Regions from separate parts of the Zea mays genome. Here region 2 is linked to region 1. Evidence: chromatin contacts called from public Hi-C data. All regions are on one chromosome and are shown on one strand. Each heading gives the region's core, a stretch centred on a gene start, on an enhancer-like site or on the middle of the called end of the contact. The rest is flanking DNA. Distances are from core to core; before and after follow the strand shown.

What was found. A called contact is a pair of places that touch in the nucleus more often than the background predicts.
Region 2: a contact with region 1 is called in a Hi-C map of leaf mesophyll, with 2.0 times the contacts expected there. The contact joins the promoter of LOC100193661 here to the enhancer-like site in region 1. A contact is called at or near these places in 2 of 25 Hi-C or Micro-C datasets (leaf and leaf mesophyll).

What each region holds. Positions count from the first base shown.
Region 1 is chr1:107,656,169-107,662,666 of Zm-B73-REFERENCE-NAM-5.0, reverse strand. No RefSeq gene overlaps it. Among protein-coding and RNA genes, the nearest start is that of LOC103637747, 13 kb to the left of the region's middle. Within about 2 kb of position 2,871, at least 19 of the 20 cell types and tissues checked have an H3K27ac peak or open chromatin away from gene starts, as enhancers often do. A contact at or near this core is called in leaf and leaf mesophyll, where this site is marked.
Region 2 is chr1:107,793,049-107,799,546 of Zm-B73-REFERENCE-NAM-5.0, reverse strand. It overlaps LOC100193661, which reads right to left and starts at 3,976. Exons shown (of 4, transcript NM_001138754.2): 1 at 3,846-3,976; 2 at 2,551-2,722; 3 at 2,164-2,442; 4 at 1,041-1,901. The coding sequence starts at 2,697. The coding sequence ends at 1,239. LOC100272517 (ATP-dependent Clp protease proteolytic subunit) reads left to right here. Exons shown (of 2, transcript NM_001146986.1): 2 at 105-891. The coding sequence ends at 588. It also overlaps the pseudogene LOC103644844 and the pseudogene LOC111590663.

The DNA of each region.
Region 1 (6,498 bases), core at 1,622-4,121:
AGTGGGTCAACACCACGGCAGTTCACGCAGCGTCAAACTCATGTTCCGACCAAATTAGGACCACAAAGATCAAACGAGCTTCTTGATGAGCTTCACCAATCTATAGAGATGCAAGAACACAAATTCGTAAGGGTGGAGCCATACCGTAACCGCCTGGCCACGTGAGGTTGATGTGTTGGCGAGGTGGTCACCAGACACACGCGGTGGCTTGATCAGTGGAACTGGGCACGTCCAGGGTATGGTTTGGGGAAGCAATACTGCTAATTGAAGCTACTCACTATGGTTGATGGTCGAAGCAAGGATTACTGGGTTGGCTCCTGCTTTCTTTCTCCCCCCTGGTTGCTCTTTAAATAGCAAGTGAAAAGATCAAGGGGGCTGGATTCTTGAATTTGCAGTAGGGATAACTATGAACATGAGATGTAGTCGTGGCTCACTCAAGAAGATCCACGCAGGTTCACAGAGCTCAGTCAGGTAGGGTGAAGTTTATCCATGGCAAAGGGAGGAGGTAAGGATAGGATGACACTGTAGTAGATATTTGTACTGGTGATATTTCAGTGATGCGCAAGTCTGAATATCCCTGCTACCACCTCATCTCAATCTTCATCCTATCCCAAAGTGGGACACGGCAAGGAGAGTAAATATCAAGGGTAGATATTTCAGTTCTTTTGAATCTTCAACACATGACTGATCCCCCCTCTTCAGTCAACCTTTTCTCCATATTTTGGTTAAGAACAGGTCAGTCACCATTAACAGAACTTGTTCCCAAATCAAGGGTCTATAAAGTTACTATAAGTTTCTTGGACCTAATCCTCATAGATTACAAGTTATGGTGCCCAAAAATCAGTTGCAATACACTGGTACCATTTCAATTTTCTGAACTTCAGTCTTCAGTTTTCATCCGATTTCTTCCTTTTTGACAGGGACAGTTTGGGCACCTTTACCTCCTAAATCTATATAACATCAGGCCAAAGTCTCCTAATAAAACTTGCTCATGAATACTAGCTTTCCAGCTTTGCTTAGATCAACCTGGCACCAAGTCGCATAGGACAGCCTCTGCAAGGTCTCAAAGTCGCTCAGACAAATAGAAATTCAGAGCAGATCTACCTGATTAGAACCCATGAACCTGACAGCCCAACTTTGAACATCATTTTCCTTAATTTTTGGCACATGATCAAGCCCACGTTTCTTAAGAACATTTAATCCCCTTCTAATGGTCTCTAATTTATCTACACAACTCATAGACTTTAACCCTTTAGATTGGTCACAAAAAGACTCCAAACCTATCTCGATACACTGCTCTATAGGTTTCAGATTACTGTGTGTGGTCTGAAAATTCAGAGTCTTATTAGCTCTGTTTTGGGGTATGTTTTCAGGAGATTTCATAGTGTTTTAGGGTTGGGTCTCTTAATTGAACTTATACCCCTATAGTAGCTCTACCATTTTGATGTACTAACCTAGGACAGAATCCTCATGAATGAAGAGATATACAGCCCCAAAGATGGTCCCAAATTACTGGAATTCAGACTTAGTCATATGGTTTTCATGGGTCTTTTTACAAAGAGGTCCAAATCTTACTATTCAACTTGTAAATCCTTGAATATGAAAGTTAGTGGGTTTGAGGTGCTCTTTTACTTTGATATTTGCACTTTGGTCCAAAAGTGTACAAAGTTTACACTTAGCCCCCTAGGGTTTAAATTTTAGGGTTTTCGAGGGTCTTTTCAGGGCTTTGAGCACTTTAGGGTTTTGGTTTTACTAAAGTCCATCAAAGGTGATATCTCATGATCATTTCTCATATATTTTGAAGTTTTCACATGTTTGGATTTACCTTATATCCATAAGCCCAAATCTAGGGTTAAGCACTTGACCCTAGGGTTAACCACACATCAAGCCATATCAGTACAACATTTTTGAAATTTTCACCTAGTGAATGCACTCTAGGTGTGACAACCACATGATATGCTAATCCTCATAATGTTATGCTCAAGTTTTAGTGACAGTAACACCAGAGGTGTTACAGGTACCTGAGGAGCAGCTACCGATGGAGGACCTTAGTGTTCAAGATGACCTGACTTATGTTGAGTACCCTATCAAGATTCTTGATACTTTGACTCGAGTTACAAGAAATAAGGTTATAAAGATGTGCAAAGTGCAATGGAGTCACCATGGCGAAGATGAAGCTACTTGGGAGCGAGAAGAAGAGCTTCACATAGATTTTCCCCATCTTTTCCCTAGTCCTTCCTAAAATCTCGAGGACGAGATTTCTGTTAAGGGGGTAGGATTTGTAATACCCAATTTTTTAAGAGATAATGTAAAAGGAGAAAATTTATTTTTCTTTAGTTATATGTGTGTGTTGTATCTACATACCATCACATGTGAATACCATATTTAAAAAAACAAATAATTAATAAATGACATGCCACTAAATTGTGCATCATGTTGGACCTTATTTAGTGTGTATTTTGTGACAATATAAAAATAATATAAAAAGAAATAGGTTAAAATCCAAATTTGGAGATTTGACCCTAATTTGCAAATTGGAGTTTAGAGTAGAGAAAGAAAAATGTTATACAAAAATAAAGAAATATATATAAAAATATAATAATATAGTTAAACCATCCATACTATTGGGTTAAATTTGTACATTTAAAATGAATATGAGTTCAGATTTAAAGTTTGATTCAAATTTGAATTTGAAATCCAAAAGGAGAAAGGAAAAATAAAAAGAAAAAAAGAAAAGATGAAACTCGTGTTGGGCCAAAACCTAGCGCGGCCCATAAATTCTAACCCGCCGCTCAGCCATCCCCCTGCGCGCTGCGCGCCGTACTGACCACCGGGGCCCGCCTGGCAGTCTGTGCTCTCGCGATCTTGCTCCCTTCACTGTGCAGTGGCCCCACATCGTCAGGCGCATCCTGGTTTTGCTGCGCGCGCTGCGCGCACGGTTGCTGGCGCGTGGGCCCGGGCCGTCAGGGGGTCACTCCAACAACTTCGCCCGACGATGGCAGAAGCTCGCCGTCGATTCCGGGTAAGCCGTTGCGGCTGCGGCTCAGCCCACACCTATATCAGTGGCCACGATCCCTTGCCTCTCTCCGCTCCACAGCTTCCCTAGGTTCACCGCCGCCCGTTCTCTGGCCTTTCTACATCACGCACAGAAAACCTGGAGATCTCGCCCCAAGCTCGAATCCGCCTCCATTAACAGCCTAAACCTACCCCGCCGCCAGCAGAGAAGTGTTGGTAGGGAGGCCACCGTGTAGGAGTCGCTGGCATCCGTCTCTCAACTCCATCCGCGGTCGGAGAGATCTCCTTGGCGCGTCTGGTGCCGCTGCGGTGCATGATTGGGGCCCCTGCCGTCTCGATTCAAGGTATGTAAACCACCAAAAAGTTCGCCATCTCCCATGCTTCGCGTAGAACCAAACCGCTCGGCTAGACGGGCGCCAGATCGTCGGCTAGTCGCGCGCCGGCGTGCTTTCCGGCGAGGGCGCGAGTGCTCTGGTCGACCTCGGCTGCAGGGTAGAAGAAAGGCGCCTAGCCGTGCGATTGGATGCAGACGGCTAGGATTAGTTTGATTGCATACCCCTTTGTTCTGGAGATCCCTGGCCGTTCATCTGCGAATTAGCGAGCACGATTTCCCCACGGGTGTGTTGGATCCGAACCGTAGATTCAAGATCCTGCGGTTACCATGTTGTCCCGTTCCAGTGGAGTCGAGATCTAATCTGCGCCGCCCGCGCGGCATCCAACGGCCAGATTCCTCCCATACCCCTCGTGGGTGCATTTTATTAAAGAACCTTCCTGGAAGTTAGAATTTAAACCCGCAGTCCACTCTGGTGGGAACCTGAGTCTGTGGGGGGTTTTGCGAGGAAGCCCCTGCGCTTTCGGGAATTTGAGGCCCAGTCCAGAGATTAGAAAACCAGGGAAATAAAAATTAGAAAATAGATTTTTGGTATTAAATTAATTGCAGAAACTTGTTTAATTTATAGAAAATTCATATGAACTCCAAATTGGTCCATTCCAATTTCTAAAAAATTTGTAATATTAAGGTTTATCACCTAGGGTCTCTGTTGTGACATGAAAACAGTAGTAAAATTAATGTCTCACTTAACCATATATCAAGCACATGAAACCTTGGAACATTCATAACTTAAAATCTATAACTTTAAATTTAATGATTCCAGTTTCTATGATCTTATTTTAATGTCTAGATTATTATTGTGTTTTTTATTTACATGTTTGGTGTGATATTAATTTTTGCTATACTATGCATGTATTGTGTTGATGCGAATAGACGAGCAAGCTACTAAGGATCCTGAGGTTCAGCTGGTAGAGACTGCTGAGCAGGAGCTCGTGGAAGGTAAGTTGTGCCCTTGATCACTTCTTTTATCCAGTCATGTTCTTATTAATCATAATGATCTGCATAGGTTAATTTTGATGGGACCCAATATGTTACTCTAGATTTTGACTATCTTTATACCTTGTTTCACCACTGGTTTTACTACTAAATTTTTGGGTAGTACATGCTATTGCTTTATGTGGCTTTGGGTATAGAGATATTCATCACTCATTGTTATAATTTTTATTATCTGTTTATTATTACTGTTCACGATAGGATCATTATGTTAATGGGAACATAGAGAACCACCCGGGAAAACAGTGCTACCACAAGGGTTTAATGTGACACCCTTGGCTGATTAACTAGGAAAGCTAGTGGATGACTACCTTACCCGAAAGGGGCAAGGGCAGTAGGGGAGTGGTCAGTGTAGGGAGGTCCTTGGGTTGATTTTGCTGCGATGGCGGTCAGGCGAGGGATTCCTGCACTGGAGCTTCCTATAAACTATAGCGGGTTTTCTGAAGCTAATGAAACTTTGTAAAGGCCTCATAGTGGTACCCTGCCTCGCTTCCTAGGTAGATGTGTATGGGGTCTGATCAACTCTGTGGCAAATGGGTAACACGACTTCTGGATAAAGATGCGCAACCTCTGCAGAGTGTAAAACTGGTATACTAGCCGTGCTCACGGTCATGAGCAGCTCGGACACTAACATGATTAATTTATGGAACTTAAACTCAATTTGTCATTTCATTGCATTGGGATTATTTTATTATTATTTTTACTTATTATTACTATGGTTTGGTATTTACTTACACTTAGTAACTGCTAATAAAATTTGACCAACTTATTAAAAGCAATGCTCAGCTTAACCCCTACTGTTGATCAGCTTTACACTTCACATGAACTCCCACCTTTGGTGAGTTCATGCACATTATTCCGCACAACTTGTTGAACGATGAACATGTGTGAGCTCACCCTTTGCTGTCTCACACCCCCACAGGAGAAGAACAGGTGGTTCAAGAGAAGACACATCGAGGAGTTCGATTCGATCTAGGTGGCGTCTCCCAGTTGACTTTCTGGCGCCAAGGATGGATTTTAGATCCTTTTATATTTATCTTTTATTTTGTAAGATTTCTGCTATGTAATAAATACTCTGATTATTGTGACATTTATCTCTATACACTCTGTTATTATATATGTTGTCTTCTTTGGCGCATGTATGAGATGCACCCGGCTTTGTCCTTAAAATCCGGGTGTGACACTAACCGGTTTAATTGAGCCCTACCGCGCTGGTGAGGTCTGCTCCCATCCGCCACTCGACGAGCGCACGTCGGTGAACGTGGACCGGCCAACCCGAGTCATCACTGCCGAGTCGAAGCACAGAGACCACTTCACCAGAGCCTGGTGAAGCTCCCAGGCTTCTCTTTGGAAGCCTACCCACACCAGAGACGAGGATCACCACCGCCGGACCTTCCCCGCTCGCCTATACGCAAGGACCGGACGCCACTGGCCTCCTCCGACCAATCGCCACTGTCACCAAGCTCGTCGGACCCCCACGAGACCCCCCGACCTCTTCCCCGACTCGCTACCGCCGCCGGTAAGGTACAATCGCTCACCGGAGTTCGCGTTTAATGTTCCGGCAAGGGTGGAGCGCGGGTTAAGGATTGGAAAAACCCAGGGGGTTTTTCGCACTGTTAGTGACACGAATGAATAGTGCTCTAGAGACCTAGATTTAATACGAACAGTAGAAAAGCTCGGGGACCCCAGCGCAAGTTGGCTTTTCTTTCTTTTTCCTTCCTTTTATTTCAGCAGAGAACTTCAAAAATTGGTAACTTGAGTAATACTAGCCCAAAAATTGTGAAACCAATTTTGCTCCACCACAAATAAAGTGCTCTGCCTGTTAAAAATATAAAACTTTGTAGTTTATGTATCTAATCAAGAACTTTTGATTTAATGTTGAAAACTGCCTAAAACAAGAAAATAGAGGGAAAATAGAAGAACATTTACACTGAGAAAATTTGTGGAGTTGCCCAGAATGTAGTTACACCATCAAAAAAGACTAATTACCCCAATACACAAGGTTAAGCAAGGATTGCTTATTTAAACCTATTTTTGGCCAAACCTTGGAAAAATAGAAAAAGACACTAAAAATGGAAACCAGAGAGCAATAGTATTTT
Region 2 (6,498 bases), core at 2,727-5,226, 140 kb before region 1:
TTAGGCGGCAACACATGTGTTCTCTGTGCTGATTGGTCTGATCATAGCGTTATCTAATACAAAATCCTGTCATTTGCTGACTGACTGTTTTGTTACTCTTTCAGCGCAACAATGGCCATCTATGATGTAATGCAGCTTGTGAGGGCAGACGTGTCCACTATTGGAATGGGCATAGCTGGATCAACAGCTTCTATAATCCTTGGTGGTGGCACGAAGGGCAAGCGATTTGCCATGCCCAACACCAGGATTATGATCCATCAGCCTGTCGGAGGTGCAAGCGGGCAGGCCCTAGATGTAGAGGTCCAAGCGAAGGAGATATTGACCAACAAGAGGAATGTCATTCGGATCGTATCAGGCTTCACAGGCCGCACTCCTGAGCAGGTAGAGAAAGACATTGACAGAGATCGTTACATGGGCCCTCTCGAGGCTGTCGATTATGGACTCATTGATGGCGTGATCGATGGAGACAGTATTATCCCACTTGAGCCTGTCCCGGAGAGGGTGAAGCCTAAGTACAACTACGAAGAGCTGTACAAGGATCCACAGAAGTTTCTTACACCAGATGTCCCAGATGATGAGATATACTAGTCGAAAAGTTGTATTTTGTGCGAATGTTAAGTCTGTTCTTCAGCAAGCAGATGTTTTTCGTCGCTTGTAGCTGTCAAACCAACCATAGCACTAGTAGCTTATTGATCTTGTTTACTGACTGGATGGTGATTCGAGCAGGCAACTAGAACCTGTTGGTTGTGTTTCTGGTGTTACATTGTGGTGTTAGAATGGTCCGGCTGTTTCGTTTTGAGTCCTGACCATTTCAGGTGTGGTACGTTGAGATCAGTTAACTGTTCGTTTTTTTTTTTTTGACCACCAGCAAAAGCTTCTACATCCCATTTCAAAACATTTTCTTTATCATGATAAGTCTTATAAAATACAAAGAATACATAACTGTAAAGTCAGTATGGCATGCAATTGTGACTGCTCGATTGACGATTGGCTGGAAATCCGTGTTTCCAGAGACAGATTTCAAAGGAGAGTAAAAAGTTCTCAGCTCAACGTGTTCTCTAATTTATTCGCTGTCATGTGGCCACCAAAACAGGATGAAGAGTTTGCCGTGAAGTATTTCTTTCTTAAGCTCAAAAGTACAGTAATGGATACAACAATCAGATTATTTAGAATAGGAGAAAAAAAAGAATACACCAACCAGCGATGCTGGTACAATCGTAATGAATCCATTCCTGTCATCAGTTGAAAGCAGAAATGGCAGGGACAAGAACTGCTGTGGTACCTGCAGCCACTGTGCTTTCAGCTCTGAGGGAAAGCGGATCCCAAAACTGAACAGTGTGGTTCCCTGTTTTCAGACTCATTGGTGCTTTGATGTAGTCAGCAGCGTCACCATGGCTCTCTCTTGCTAATTTTGCTGCCGCGGCCCTCTTCAGTCTGATACGTTCAGCTCTTGACCCGATTGTCTGACCCAATATCGAGGCGGCTATAGTAAGGGCCATGGCTGTCTTAGGCATCAGCACAGATTTCCTGAGCATCCCTATGAACGGCACTGCAGCATGTACTGCGGCAAACCACTGCAATGAAAACTTCTGTGTGTGCTCCCTCCAGATGCCCAGAGGAACATTTGCTGCCATACCAAGCAATGCAATCACCAGTATTTTTGTTGGCAGGGGCTGAGGGCGAAGCCCCTTAGCAAAGGCTGTGCGGGATAGTGCTGCGCGGGCAGCAACCACGGCAGGTGGGCACTTAAGTTTCATACCAGCTGGGGGTGTCATCATCTTTGCGACAAGTGGCACAATTCCACTTAATGCCCTATAAGATTTCGCAAGTGGACATTGGCCCATCTCCAGCCACTCGTTGCTCAGTGCTTCATGGTTGTTATTGTTAGGCTGGCCTTTATTCTGAAATTTCAGGGAAAGCAAAATCAGACAACTGAATGGCACGCTCCTTTGGAGAAAAAACATAGTAAGGTTTTCATCATGTACCACCCATTTAGTGTTACCACTGAGAAGAATGGTTCAGATACATTGTATGAGTTATGTCTACTTCTACCAATAAATTACATTCTTTGGTGATGAAAAAGATCGACTTTACTAGGCAGTACTGGAACATTGTGACACTGGAGACAAGAAATATTGAGAAAGTATAATTAACTCAATTTACCTGGGGGAGGTTGTTGGGGTTCTTCTTGTTGGAGTTTTTCTTATTGCGCTTATTTGAGAAGTCACCAAAGCTGAAAAACCCTCCAAATGCAGATAGACTGATGGTTGCTGCTTTGGCTGCCAATGGGTTGAACTCAGGATTGGGCTTTGGCAGTGGCTTCTCAATCTGGGCCAATGACCCTTCTGAAAGTGGAACAACCCCATCTCTACCATGGAAAACTCGAAATGCCATGTCAAAATTAGGCCCATCTTCGAAAATCGGTCCCTTGGCTCCTCTTGCCTTCACAAGCAGCAAACAATAGAATTCAGCGATCGTTCCAGAACACCAGTGATCTTAAGAAATGGATGGTGTGATAATGTAAAGAGGAACAGGAAGTAAAGGGCATACGGGAATAGGGAAGTTGACGGACGAGAAGGAAAAACTTGTAGGCTCATTGATGTTCCTCAGGAATGGGCACCTTTCAATTCCTTGTTGGACGACGGTTTCTTCCAAGCACATAGGCTCATTGAGAGCTCTTCTAAAAGCTGAATCCATAGGGACACCACTGGCTACTCGACACCTGCAAGTGTGGAAATGTTGAGAGAGCAATTTGAGCAAAGAAATTATATGCAATGCGTCATAACAAATCAGAACACCAGCTGTCTCCTATCATCATGTGTCATAACAAATCATAACACCAGCTGTCTCCTATCATCATGTGTAAAGTCAACCTAGACTGGAATAATGGTATGCTCAAACAGCAAAGATGGTTTGAACTCCGAAGCTGAATGTTGACAGGCAAAGCTAGCTGGCAAGCCTATTTGGTTGAGCTATGGCGGTGGGAAAAGCTAAAGCTACTCTGAGCTGTGAAAAAAACTGTTATGAAATATCAGCTATAAGAAAATTGAAACCGGTTTGATTGAAACAAGTGTAAAATATACCTCTTATCTTTATCAATCTTAAAACAACTATGAAATACTTTTTTATTCCATTGATTTCGAAAAGCTGAAATCCAAAAGCCAAAAACGAGGTCTAAGATGCTTTAAAAATGTATTAGAAAAAACAGCTGCTTTGAAAAAAACAGTTCCTTCTTGTGCTTTTGGCTTTTAGGAAGCAAAAGCAGCCCCAGAAGCCCAACCAAACAGGGCAGCGTGAGTCTTTTGTTTTGTGGCTGTGTTTCAAGTGTGAACCAGTTGAGTATTAGTTGTATTCCAGCAAACAACTTGGTAGCCCATGTCCATTGTTGACCTGTCCGCCTACCTAACAGCACTACAGCAGTTCGTTAGCACATAAGCGCAGGCCGATCTGACCTGCCTGCCGTGCAATTGCGCAAAAAAACACCCGAATTTGCCTGCCAGGCCGATTGTTTATGTTATTATCGAATATTTGAAAGAAGGTTGGGATCGCTGCGCAGCCACAGATGACGAAAAGACAAAAACGACTGCAAAATCAGGAGGAGATACTACTCATGAGTCAATTAGAAAGGAAATCGACCCTCCAGTTGCAATTAGAATGCATACTCGGAGGCATGAACCGAATATTTCCTTAACCTAGCGAATTCCTTAACCCTGCATAAGTCGGAAGCATCCGACTTGAATCGAATCCTCCCCCGAGAGAGGAGCGATCCGTCCACACGTACATCCTAATTCCTAATCCAGTACTCCTGGCAGACGGAAAATCCATGAGGGGAAGAGAAGTCTCACCTCCGATTCGAAGCGAAGCGAAGAGCAGGCGACGGAGATCTTCTTCTCCTGGCTGGGTGGGTGGGCGGTTGCGCCGCGTGTGGCGAGCACAGGGGCAAAAGGCACAGGCGAGAAGAGGAGGTGGTGGACCGAGGCCGTAATGAGGAAAAGAAAAGGCCGAGAGCCCGAGAGCAGTTGGCGGGGTGGGTGGGTGTTTCGTTGCCTTGCGCCTTGCCGTAGCAGGGTTTGACTCTGACCCGGCCTGCACCTCCGTTTGGTTTGTGCAGCACCAACCCGCACGGCCGCACGCTTTCCACGCGCCCCGCCTCGCACTGGAACAGGCTTCTAGAAGCACTACTCTCGTCAATTCGTCATTCCGTGCGTTGACACGATCAAGTCCCCAATAGATGAGATACTAGTTCAATACATGTACGTTGTACCCATATTTAATATCTATAAAAAATAAATTTAATATCATACGCATATTAGATGTTAAACTGATAAAAACAAATATTATACCTTATCTTAGCCAAAAGACTAAGAAATGTATAAGTTAAAAAGGAGTCTGATCCTATTTTTTCATAGCTTGCTCTGTCGCTCGTCCTCATTTAGTTAGCGATGTGGTAGTATGTGGGCATATGACTTCCTATTATGTTGGGCTTGTGGTTTCTCACGGTCCATCAGTGATGTAACGTCTCATTGGTAAACGAGAAACGGGACACAAAACAGAGCTACGATGCATGAAGCTTATACTTTAAGGGCTCCTTTGGCAGCTGGGGCAGGGTAACCCAGGGGAGTGAGCACCCAGGGGCCATAATCCCTGCTATCCAGATTACTTAGGTGGTCAACGCCGGACGGGGCTGCCTTCCCCTGCTACTCTTTGGCAGCCAGCAGCCAAGGGAACTCCACACTGCTCTTTCAGCACAGAAGAGAACTCCACACTGCTCATGTGTGCAGCGTAATGTAGCCCATGTGTGCAGCTGTTGTACAAGAGAACATGTTTGAGAAGTACTGCAGCTGATGCAACTTAGCCCATGTGTGCAGAAACATAGTCTCAGTGCATCATAATAAAACATAGTCTCATAATAAAACATAGTCTCGGTGTACACTACCAATGTCAAACATAGTCTCAGTGCATAATAATAAAACATAGTTTCAACATACATGACCAATGTCAAACATAGAGTCTCAGCGTACACGACCGATACATTGCATAACATGATAATAAAACAAACATAGTCTTAGTGCATAGCAAAATCAGATAGATGTGATTATTTAGCTTAGCATCATCTCCTGAATGGCATGACCTAAAAGCAAACGCCATCTTGATGTTTCAGTTCTTTTGGCGACCACTTGTTGATGAAAATCCCTTGTGTATCACATGTTGATGAGAAAACTTAGACAAATGTATATATATTCAATTCCTCTATGTTCAGTTCAATATCCAATTTGGAGACCCTCTGTATTTTGGGACATGAAAGCCTTTATATTCAGTTCAATATTCAGTAATAAAGAGAAGACATTGTTGAACTGGATTCAGATGTTTATGAAGCACCTGCTTAAACATCTGTAATAAAGAGAAGGTATTGCTTGAACTAAATTCAGATTGTCAACATACTCTGAAAACTGAAAACTGAATTGGATTAGCACATCTGTAATAAAGAGAAGACATTGTTGAACTGAAACAAAGGTGTGGATTTAGATGTTTATGAAGCACTTGCTTATGTAGACATAAATAGCAGAACTCAAATAGCGGCAGATTTTACTAGAAACAAAATTGAAATACCAGATTTAAGCAATTAAACAATAGAGGTAACTAAATAGCAGATTTTACTATCAAAAAAACTGAAATAGCAGATTTAAGCAAGTAAAAAATGTTGAAGAAATTGAGTGCTTTATATAACTACTTGCTTGTCGATCTCGTTCCTAAGCCACAACAATCTGACACGTGGCCTTTGGCTGTTCAGAAATATTTCTTTGTTCTCCTCGCACTTAAACACGCCCATTGTCGCTTCCATCTCCTCTTCAGTTAACTCTTCCATCGACTCTAACACACGAACACACTTTCCAATACAATATTCTTCCTTCTTGTTACATCCCTCAGCTTGTTGATCAATCTGATTTACCACGTCAAGCAACTTATCATTATGTTGCCTTTTGTAATCCAAATATTCCTCAAGAACCTCAGCAATCTGACTTTGCTTACGCTTCCTTCCATGACTCTCCGCTAGTTGTTCTGAAGATGCAGGGGTGCGTTCATGTCCACCAATCTCAACACGGGTACTTGAAGCTTCCAACCCATGCAGATTTGAAGCGAATGGGTTCAAATCAGGGTTAACCCCGAGGTCGTCATCAATCCTGAAAGAGCTCATAGCTTCATCTTCATCTTGAATATTTAATTGTTGTCGGGATGATGTATGTTGCTGAGTTGATGTAAAATTAAGATCACAGGTGGCACAACTACCATCATAGAGTGCTGACAACTGATTATACAAAGGGAATGGCCTTGACTGAAACTTCTTGGCCTTTGGATTACTCTATTCATTATAGAAAAAGTAGAATACAATTAGATTGTAACCAAAATCAAAAGTAAATAAGAATGATTAGTCAAATGAAATAAGAATGATTAGTCAAAAATTATGACAATTATATTTGCCCATATTGGTGGTTCCGC